Regions from separate parts of the Danio rerio genome. Here regions 1 and 3 are each linked to region 2. Evidence: chromatin contacts called from public Hi-C and HiCAR-type data. All regions are on one chromosome and are shown on one strand. Each heading gives the region's core, a stretch centred on a gene start, on an enhancer-like site or on the middle of the called end of the contact. The rest is flanking DNA. Distances are from core to core; before and after follow the strand shown.

What was found. A called contact is a pair of places that touch in the nucleus more often than the background predicts. HiCAR-type assays count read pairs that join an accessible place to other places.
Region 1: a contact with region 2 is called in a Hi-C map of an unstated tissue, with 2.5 times the contacts expected there. The contact joins the promoter of cimap1d here to the enhancer-like site in region 2. A contact is called at or near these places in 2 of 18 Hi-C or Micro-C datasets (caudal fin and an unstated tissue).
Region 3: a contact with region 2 is called in a HiCAR-type map of caudal fin, with 7 times the contacts expected there. The contact joins the promoter of fkbp8 here to the enhancer-like site in region 2. A contact is called at or near these places in 8 of 18 Hi-C or Micro-C datasets (caudal fin, embryo, hematopoietic stem cells and 1 more) and 3 of 4 datasets of contacts at active chromatin or transcription factors (caudal fin, embryo and gastrula embryo).

Annotation. Positions count from the first base shown.
Region 1 is chr22:21,142,247-21,145,548 of GRCz12tu, reverse strand. It overlaps cimap1d (CIMAP1 family member D), which reads right to left and starts at 1,440. Exons shown (of 4, transcript NM_001130670.1): 1 at 1,325-1,440. The coding sequence starts at 1,379. It overlaps cpamd8 (C3 and PZP like alpha-2-macroglobulin domain containing 8), which reads right to left. Exons shown (of 43, transcript XR_012398166.1): 43 at 2,875-3,302.
Region 2 is chr22:20,939,474-20,942,624 of GRCz12tu, reverse strand. The region is part of intron 1 of LOC141380320 (a long non-coding RNA gene); the gene reads right to left. LOC137488923 (a long non-coding RNA gene) reads right to left here. Exons shown (of 5, transcript XR_011008218.2): 4 at 566-660; 5 at 1-46. Among named protein-coding and RNA genes, the nearest start is that of tmem59l, 22 kb to the left of the region's middle. Within about 2 kb of position 1,389, at least 6 of the 62 cell types and tissues checked have an H3K27ac peak or open chromatin away from gene starts, as enhancers often do. A contact at or near this core is called in caudal fin, where this site is marked.
Region 3 is chr22:20,761,765-20,764,693 of GRCz12tu, reverse strand. fkbp8 (FKBP prolyl isomerase 8) reads left to right here and starts at 1,521. Exons shown (of 9, transcript NM_200884.1): 1 at 1,521-1,591. All of the region lies in intron 1 of LOC141380320 (a long non-coding RNA gene), which reads right to left.

The DNA of each region.
Region 1 (3,302 bases), core at 191-2,690, 200 kb before region 2:
GTGGATATAAAACCTCAGTATACTTCACCTCAGAAAAGCAGGCTTGGCGGAATAGCGCTATTTACTTATCTTTAGTTATTAAATTAAATAAAAATCTTCATTATCGATGCTGTAAAAGGTCCTTTATGAAACTGAAAATAGTCACATCAATCTTTCGCTGGAAGATTTTAGAGGCTGAACAACACTTCTGTGCATATAACCCATTCGTAACAACAAAATCTACATCAGCTTTGCGTGACTAAAATAGTTTTAAAACAGAGCATTACCTGTCAAAGAGAAATACTTCAGCCATGGTGTCCAGCATTCCTCCAGCATGCAAAACTAACTCTAATATTGATTCAGCATTTGTTTTTACCACTGTCGCTCTTTCTCTTGTGTGCACACGCAATCGGCTTTACGCAGTTGTACAAATTTACATTTGCTGAGTGACAGTCAGTTTGGGCTACTTATCAGAATTATCAGATTATGGGAATTGTCAGCCTGACAAATTCTAATTGGATGAACATTTTTTAGTCTTATGCCTCACCCAAAATATAAAAAAACATAGATACATTTAGATCATTTACTTAAATCAATACTATTGGAATGTGAAGAGACTTTCAAACAGCACAACAAAAAATGTTTCTGAGGATAATCACCTACTGCACCTTTAAAATACTTTTTAGTGTCAATTTAGGGTACTACTGATGTGCGCATGCCCAGTAGACGCAGCTGTATCCTTTCAAGTCGTCTGTCTGTCTTTCCCTTCCCTTCTTTATTTAAGTTTAACCTTCAAATAACAGGCATATAATAAACAAAATAGTACAAAATAATAGCATAATAAAACCCTAATTCATCGTCGTAAAGTTGTATCTGAATGAATGAAACTGCTGGCTAAAGTTTTCACGTCAACACATTGCCACCTACAGGCAGAAATAATCACTTCAAACAGCAGGCCCGAGCGTCGAAGTTGTAAACCGTTCGCGTCACTTCTGCCTGAAATGACGACAGGATGGAGATTTAAGGTAAACAATGAATATATCCAGTTGTATTGTTGCAGTTTAAATCATCTATTAAATCTAAAATATTGTAATACGAATAAATAAACTGTTCAATCTATCAATCTGCATGTAATGGATAGGCTGCTACCTTTATCAAAATTGACAGAGATTTTACCACAAATAAAACCAAACTATGGATTTGCTACACTACTGTATTTGTAGTAAGACTGTTCATACAAATGGTAACTTTGTTGGAACATGGCTTCAATGTTGATTGTTGTTCCATGCATTCTTTCAGCAGAGGTAGTGTTGCATAGTGTAGAAATAGTATATAAACAGCTTACCTCTTTCTCTGCCAGCAATGACTGGACGCTTCTTTTCTGTTTCACTCATAGTCATGACCACATTTGAGACCGAAGGTAAAAGTCTTTGCTTACTATGTTTGCTGCATAGTCAGCCGTAGACCTTATCAAGTCCCTATGACAACTTTCATAAAATTTGAGTAAACCAAGCTCAAAGAGCAGCTATTAAGGATTTAGCTTTTACCTCAGCATTAGCTTTTTCAAGCAATTAAAAAAACCCAAGAAGCTGAAACAGGTGTCGTTTTCGTCCTTCCGGCGAAAATCTGATGTCCACTGTAAAAAAGTCCTGACCTCATTTGGACTGGACAAGTTCAGTCAAGTTCTCCATGGTCCTCCATCTGATGATGTCATAATTACAGCCGTCACTTAAATCAGAAAAACGAACAGTTTGGTGTAATCTTCATTCAAGCTGGTGGACTCAGTCAGGGGCCACCAAACCCATTAAATATACACACGCATATGAGAGACAGAAGCACAAAGATGTCATCACTTGAATTCATCGTGGTGTAACATTATCTCCATCAGGTAGGCTAATCCCTCCCCTCAATTCCCTTTCATGCCTTTACAGGCCAGAGATGGACCATCAAGCATGGGTCACCAGGGAGACCAGCACCTGGGGGCCCTCCTGCAAAGCTGTATAAAGTGGGCCCTTAATATTTTAGAAGAGATGAACATCTAGAAGAGTGCGTACCATATTTCTTTATATCAACATAAATAGCATTGCGTCAAAATTCTGAGTGCATATAAATTGCGAGTTGTAGGTATGGTAGATATATCCACCTACTGCATTAACCAGAAAAAAAACATTAAACATTAACTGTTAAGCCTGATGCTATGGTAACCAAAGGTAAATGCCAACATGCAACACATGGGGTCAATGTGTTGCTAGGAACTTCACGCTTGCTTAAAAGAGCTTGAAGCTAAATGGGGGTCAACAGATTGCCTGCTACTTTAACCCGTATACAGCATCTTGATTTTTTTCATTAATTAGTTTGTCCACAGGATGGCAACACTGGATGTAACAGTGTTTTTAGTCCATAAAGAAACTTCTGCTGCATTCCAATTCACAAAAGATCCATCCTAAATAGTAGATGTATACCTGATGTGCAGTAGTTAGCACTGTGAAACTAAAACAGGTACTAGTAATGAATACTTTTTACTTAAGTACATGTTTCAGGCCGTAATGCTTTACTTACACTTGAGTACAAATGTGTAGTCGGTACTTAAACTTTTGCCAGAAACATTTTAAACATGAGTGTCTGTGCTTCTACTTTAGTAAAGGGTGTGTGTACTTTTGCCATCTCTAGTTGTCAATATGCTCATGTTTATATAGGCCTAATGTTGTATGAGCAACGTTTGCATATGTATAACCACCTAAGAGGAATTTGGGTGTCGCGAGTCTTCTTATTTTAGGGGTTGCGGGATTTAAAGATTGGGAATCCCTGTTTTAGATAACATCGGTAAATAGAAACAAGGTCATATTGTATGCAAATTGAAATTCAAGCATTGCAAAACAAACGTTTCACACAATACAGATTGCATTAAAATGTATTTCTGTTCATTGTTTTCTAAATGTTTCGCTTTTGACATTAATTTTCGAAATTTACATAGGCAGAATACTTTGCAGAATATGCATTTTTATCATTTATTTTATGGAACTTTCAATACAGTAAATAATATTAAAATCACTCTTTTATACCTGGATACACAGTGAAATGAACCAAAATGTATTATTAATTTAATGATCATGATGCAGATTTTTTAGGTGCTATCATTTTTACAATTTTATTGAATAAAAAAAATCAAATATGGTAACTTCATTGACCTTGATTTACTACTTAAAATTAGTGTTTTAAAATCATAGAAGTCTTCTAACCCTCAATAACTTTCCATGGTTTTGGTATTTTGTAGTATTTCAATGAGTGCCCAATAAAGGGTCAATTTAGCATGGTATTTTCGT
Region 2 (3,151 bases), core at 140-2,639:
AAATATTTCATTTATTGTCACAGGAATGGAAATTGGTCAATCAACCCTGAAAAATACACACACACACACACATACACATTTATATATATATATATATATATATATATATATATATATATATAGGCATTGCAAAATTAATACTTGTGGCATGTCTCACAGGGTCTACTTAACACATGTTTGTTTACCACATACTAGTTGGCTTGGTATCACCATAACATCCACTACGAATACTTGTCATGCGTCATATGTCGAGTCAGAGGTTGTCAAGAATTTGACAAAAATGTGCATTTGGCAGCCAACAAAAGTCTGAGATTTGAGTTTAGAAATTAAAAATCTAAAGTATAGTATATATATATATATATATTTTATTTTAATTTGTTTTTAACTCTTTCTTAAAACACCCCACTGGTGGTGTATGGGTTTTACGATAAATTTCTGCACTTAAAATGGCCACTAAACACTATTATATACAGCATGGAAGAGCATGGATAACATTTAAAACGACTCTGATGTGTTGTATTTATCTATTAGATGTCACAACCTAAAAAGATGGAAACGAACTTACTTGAATTACCGAGGATAACAATTTCAACAAAATTGTCTGTGATGTTTTACTGTAGAAAAAGGCACTTGCATCTCAGATGGCCTTGGGGTGATTAACTGCAAATTGAAATTTTGGAAATTTAATTTAACCAGGTAAATGTTTAATCATATATTTTACAACAAAACATATTAAATTTAAAATGTATTATATATGAATTTGTCTCTGTAGGTCCAAAATTTGAATGTATATCATTGTTAAAATATTGTTCTGTGCATACTGTGTGTAATCATAGCCCAGTGGAATAAAAAAGTTTACACTGAATTATAACAAATTGTAATTTTAAAGTAATTAATTAATGGTTGTATATTTCAGCAAGCTTGTTTGGAAAAGGCAATTCAGTGTAACTTAAGACGCATTCATCGCCACACTTTTAACATTTGTTTCTTTCTTCTGTTAAATACAAAAGAAGATATTTTAAAGAAAGTTAGAAAACTTTAACCAATGACCATGGTATTTGTATACTCTTAAATGTTTATAACCACTTGAGGATGAGTAAAAGGTGAGTAAATTTTATTTTTTGCGGAACAATTCCTTTAACCGTAATTGTAATAATTAATTAACCACAAGGGGGCACGAGAGAGACGTATTTAACTCCAAAAGAATTGGCTGTGTATTATAACTGGTATTACTTGCCAAGTAACATTTTTCATAAATGTATGAACATTTTTAAACAAAATTCTAATAATTAGAAATTATGTTTCCTAGAAAGGAAACTTCACAAGGCTTGATTTTTATGTTTTTGTCAGCGTAAATACGTGCACAATCACACTATGGCCACTAGATAGCGCACTTCCACCTAGAGATTACAGTAGACGCACAAGGATTATCTTATTACACGTACGTTAAATAAATCACTGATTATATACTCAATTTATCCCCACCATTGCGTATTGGATTGCCAAAATTCATTTCTAGCATTGTCCCTTAGAACTTTTTTACTTCTACACCGCATATCTTACCGTTTACAGGTATTTTCCAAAAACAAACCACCTGTGCTGTGAAGCAGGTGCGAACCTGTGAAGGTCAGCGGCACATTTTTAGGCGAGATGTCCAGCAGACTGTTCTTCAAAAATAGCTTCCTTCAAATTTAACACCCTGTCACACACACACTCTCCCTCTCTCTCCTTTTCTCTTCTCCCATCGGCTGTGTGATAGAACAGTTCCCAACTGAGCCAACTAATAAAAACGAGTCATTTCTGTATCGATGATGAATTACAACAAATATGAAAAGGTGCGTAAGAGAGAATTATTAAAGTACCTCTGAGGAATTTTGTAACTGCCAGTTGTGGTTTACTTTGTGATTATGACCACCTGACTGTATACTATGCTGTTTATTCCATGACTGCTCATAAAATATGTGCGCCATTGTTTTAATTAAAATTATATTATAATCTTACCTTTGTATTCTCACACAGAAAAAAAAATACACCTTTGGTTTATTACAGGCTACTTACGTGCTCTAAGGTTATGCTTTTCAGTATATTCTTGTATTTTTCCGAAAAATAGCCAGTGTTCTGACAAACTGTGGCATTACCAACTACCAACACCATAGTAGGCGGCGTTAAGGCATCAAACCACAATAATATGATGGTGGAAACATTATTAAAAGTAAATGAAAAAAAGAATTTAAAATAATCAAACCAGTTGAACTACAAGCGGTAAATGATGGTTTACAAATTAGTAGTACCATAATTTTAACTGTTTTTGTAATCTATGAATAATTAAAAGAATCTGAGAGTTTGCATTTTTGGAAATCAATATCCACAAAAAATATATATATAAAATACTATAGTAATACGTACTTAATATAGTGTTTTGAACCATATATAGTAAAGTACTTGCATTAACCTGATGTGGTTATTCTGTAGTTGCCTATTGTACACAACAACTGTAGTAATCTAAACAAATGACCAAATAATGCAGTTTTCCATAAATTTAGGGTATATTATACAACAACACTCCACAGTTTACTCTAGTAAAAACGTATAGGCTATACTACATTTATTTTTTTTACAATTTAACAGTTTACTGTAGTTCATACTACAGTGTGTTGTAGACAGCATTCATTAACAGAGTTATAAATATAATATTTACACTGTATAATGCACTTTACTATAGTATGGTACAAAAAGATTATAGTATTTACTATTAATTGCAATAGATTAAACAGATTTTTTATGAGGGCAACACTCAAAAAAATACTTGATTTTAAAATCTGGGTTTCATTTGTACAAACCCAACTGTTTACCGTTGGGTTTAAATAAAATCTTAACTCAACATTTGGGTTGGTCCATTTCTGAGTCATATTTATTTTGAAACAACCTATTTGAAGTGTATCATCTGTTTTGATAAAAAATAACAAAATCTGACCACGTCACAAAGTGACAGAAGCCTGGCTTATCCACCTTATTCTTAAAGCAAACACTTAACCCTAAATGTGTGAGGCTTAATACTAAAATCTTGTGTTTGTTTTTACTGAAATCATCAACAAACTGCTTTGGAGTGTAAGCAGTTCTACTATTTCCTGCACTTGTATTCTTCTTATAA
Region 3 (2,929 bases), core at 272-2,771, 180 kb after region 2:
AAGAAAGTGTAAGCTAATACATTATAACTTTCATATCAAATAAATACATTTCAATATGCAGTTCTTAATGTAGCCTAATCTATTAACATGGCGATAAGTATTCGACTATTGTTTACCTCTTTCACCTGCAGTGTCTTGCCTTAAGCTGAACGGAAATCATATTGCGAGTTTATATAGAAACATTCGAGACAGAAAACACAACCTTACAGCAATTTAACCGTCAAATTGGATAAGTTTTACCTCAGATTAAGGCTGAAATGTTTTGTTCTGTTGACCATCTCTGCACTTCTGTTGTGATGTGTATATAACCTTGTAACATTAGAAAGAGGTTTGAGCGGCAAACGTGTATTTTGGAGCAGGAAGGCGAATGACAAGAGTTTCCCCTGTACTTTTCATCGTCCTTTCTTGCGACCTGACAGTATTCAATATGAAGCAGTCTCTGTCCCATTGGGTTTGCTTTGTATTTCATTGTAGGGTATAGCTCGGATCTGTGTTTTTAGGGCCTTAGGTGTCTTGTTGTAGGTAAATATGTCCTTTGTATGTTTCTTTATATTGTAAAGTTTCTTTAGACTGAGAAAAAAAGAAAAGAAAATTTGCTTATCAAAAAGAAATGCATCAATAATAAATGTAATTTGATATTTTTGTGCGTTTCAGTTTTTTATATATATATATATATATATATATATATATATATATATATATATATATATATATATATATATATATATATATATATATATATATATATATATATATTAAATATTAAATCATTCATAAGTGATTTGGTAAAAAAAAACATAAATTGATATATTAATTAATATTAATATTAGATTAGTATATTAAAAACAACTAGAAAATATTTCATGTACAGTGGTAAAATTACTAAATAATAATGAAATTAAATTTAATAAATATGTAGGTGATATGAAATCTTAAATATCATCAGTAATTGTTTTAAATTCTTTAAGAATACATGTAATTGTTAAAACATCAGAAACAAAAGTATATAGTTTATTACAAAAGTATAATGTTATATAGCCCTACTTAAAAAATTTTATATTTATTTTATTACATTGATATACATTTAATTCAGTTTCAATATTTATTATTTAATATATAATTGAATGTAGAAAACAATTATGTCATTAAATTTGTTCTATGTAAATAGGTTCAAACAAATCAAATAAATATTAAATATAAACTATGTTTATACGGATATATAAAAATATTTATTTATATTATTAATTTCATATTTTTATCATATGTAATCATATATTGTTAATATAAATTGTTTTAATATTGATAGAAATGTGAATTTAATTGATATATTAAAATATTAAACAGAAATTACTGTCATACACATTTTTAATTTTGGAAGAAAAAAAATAAAATCAATTAAACTGTTGAATGTGCATTTATATTATGGAATATAAAAGTCCCCTCAGTCATTGCAGCGACCTTGACTCTGACTTTTATTTTGTAGTTGTCTGCGATGACCATTGACCTTTACCCGGAAGTTGCAGAGATTGATCTTGTGTTGTTGTGAAAGTTGTTGCTGCGCTGCTCTGAGGTGTATTTTCTTCTCACTGCGGTAAGCTTTTGCTCTTTTACAGCACTTTTCACACGTTTTATTGCACAGAAACATTTATAAGAGAGTTGTGTCATCACGCTGCACTCAGCCGTGCGCGCGCTCCGTCTCAAAGTTGTTGGAACGTTCTGGAAACACTGACATCTCTGCAAATAATAATAAGAGATTTACAGTAAGCATTCGCCCGCGTTCGTAATGAAATACAAACCTTTTGAAGGCATATAAGATGAACATTATAATGCACATTGAAGACGTAGCACTGAATTACAACAGAATATTCACGCGTGGACGATGTGTCATTTCACTTTAACGAAGATTTTATCGGTTATTGAGGTAAAGTTGGTTTTATATTTGTAGATTCTTTCAGTGGCAACTTGTGACATTCTGCCTGTATTGTTTACCATGGTACTTTGAGTATTTAGTCTGAAATCACATGCAAGTTTGACTACAAAACTGTTTAATCGCCTGTGAACAATGTTATACTTTAATAGTCGTTGACTGCTAATATGATTTCACTATTTAGAGTTTTGAAATCATATTATTAAGGAGAAAGTCCAATGGTGTAAAATTAAAACCAACTTTACCTCAATTGAACGATTGTTTTGTCAATAAAAAAGTTTCTAATTATACGATAGCTGGGGTTTATTTATTAAGCAAAATCACTCATAGTAATAGCATGTTTTTACGCGTTTACCATGGTAATATAATGAGTATTTGGAGTTTGTCAGGAATAACATAACATTTGAATAGGGTATAATTCAGTATTAAAAGAACTAAAACTTTAAATAGTATATATAAGTTAAATCTAATAGTCACAATTTAGTAACTATTTTTTGTTTTGGTCAAGTAATAAAGTAATAGGGTTAGACAAACCTTTTTTATATTTTTTTACTAATAACACACATGCCTCTCCTACAAATGAGCACTGAAATTATGACCCATGGTTTCTGTGCAGTATTGCCAAAGTGCCAGGAGTAAAAATGTTACCATTTATCCAACCTGTGGGGCAAGTTGTAACAGACAGGGGGTTAATTGTAACACATGCTTATAAAGGCAGATTTCACACAATTAATTTAAATTCAGTTTACTTTAAATAGTAGCTTTATTTCCTCAGTAATTGACTCTTTTTTATTCTACATAGCACAGTATGTTAATTTATTTATTGGATAAACACATTTGGATTTATTTGCATTATTATTAATTTATACATTAACATTTTTCAATTAAAAAACATTTTTATTTAAAAAGTTCTTAACATTTCATTCAAAATTCAACAATTATTTTGTTAGTTTAATTGGTACCCAACAGTGTGTGGCTTAATTGTAACACCCTGTTTCAACT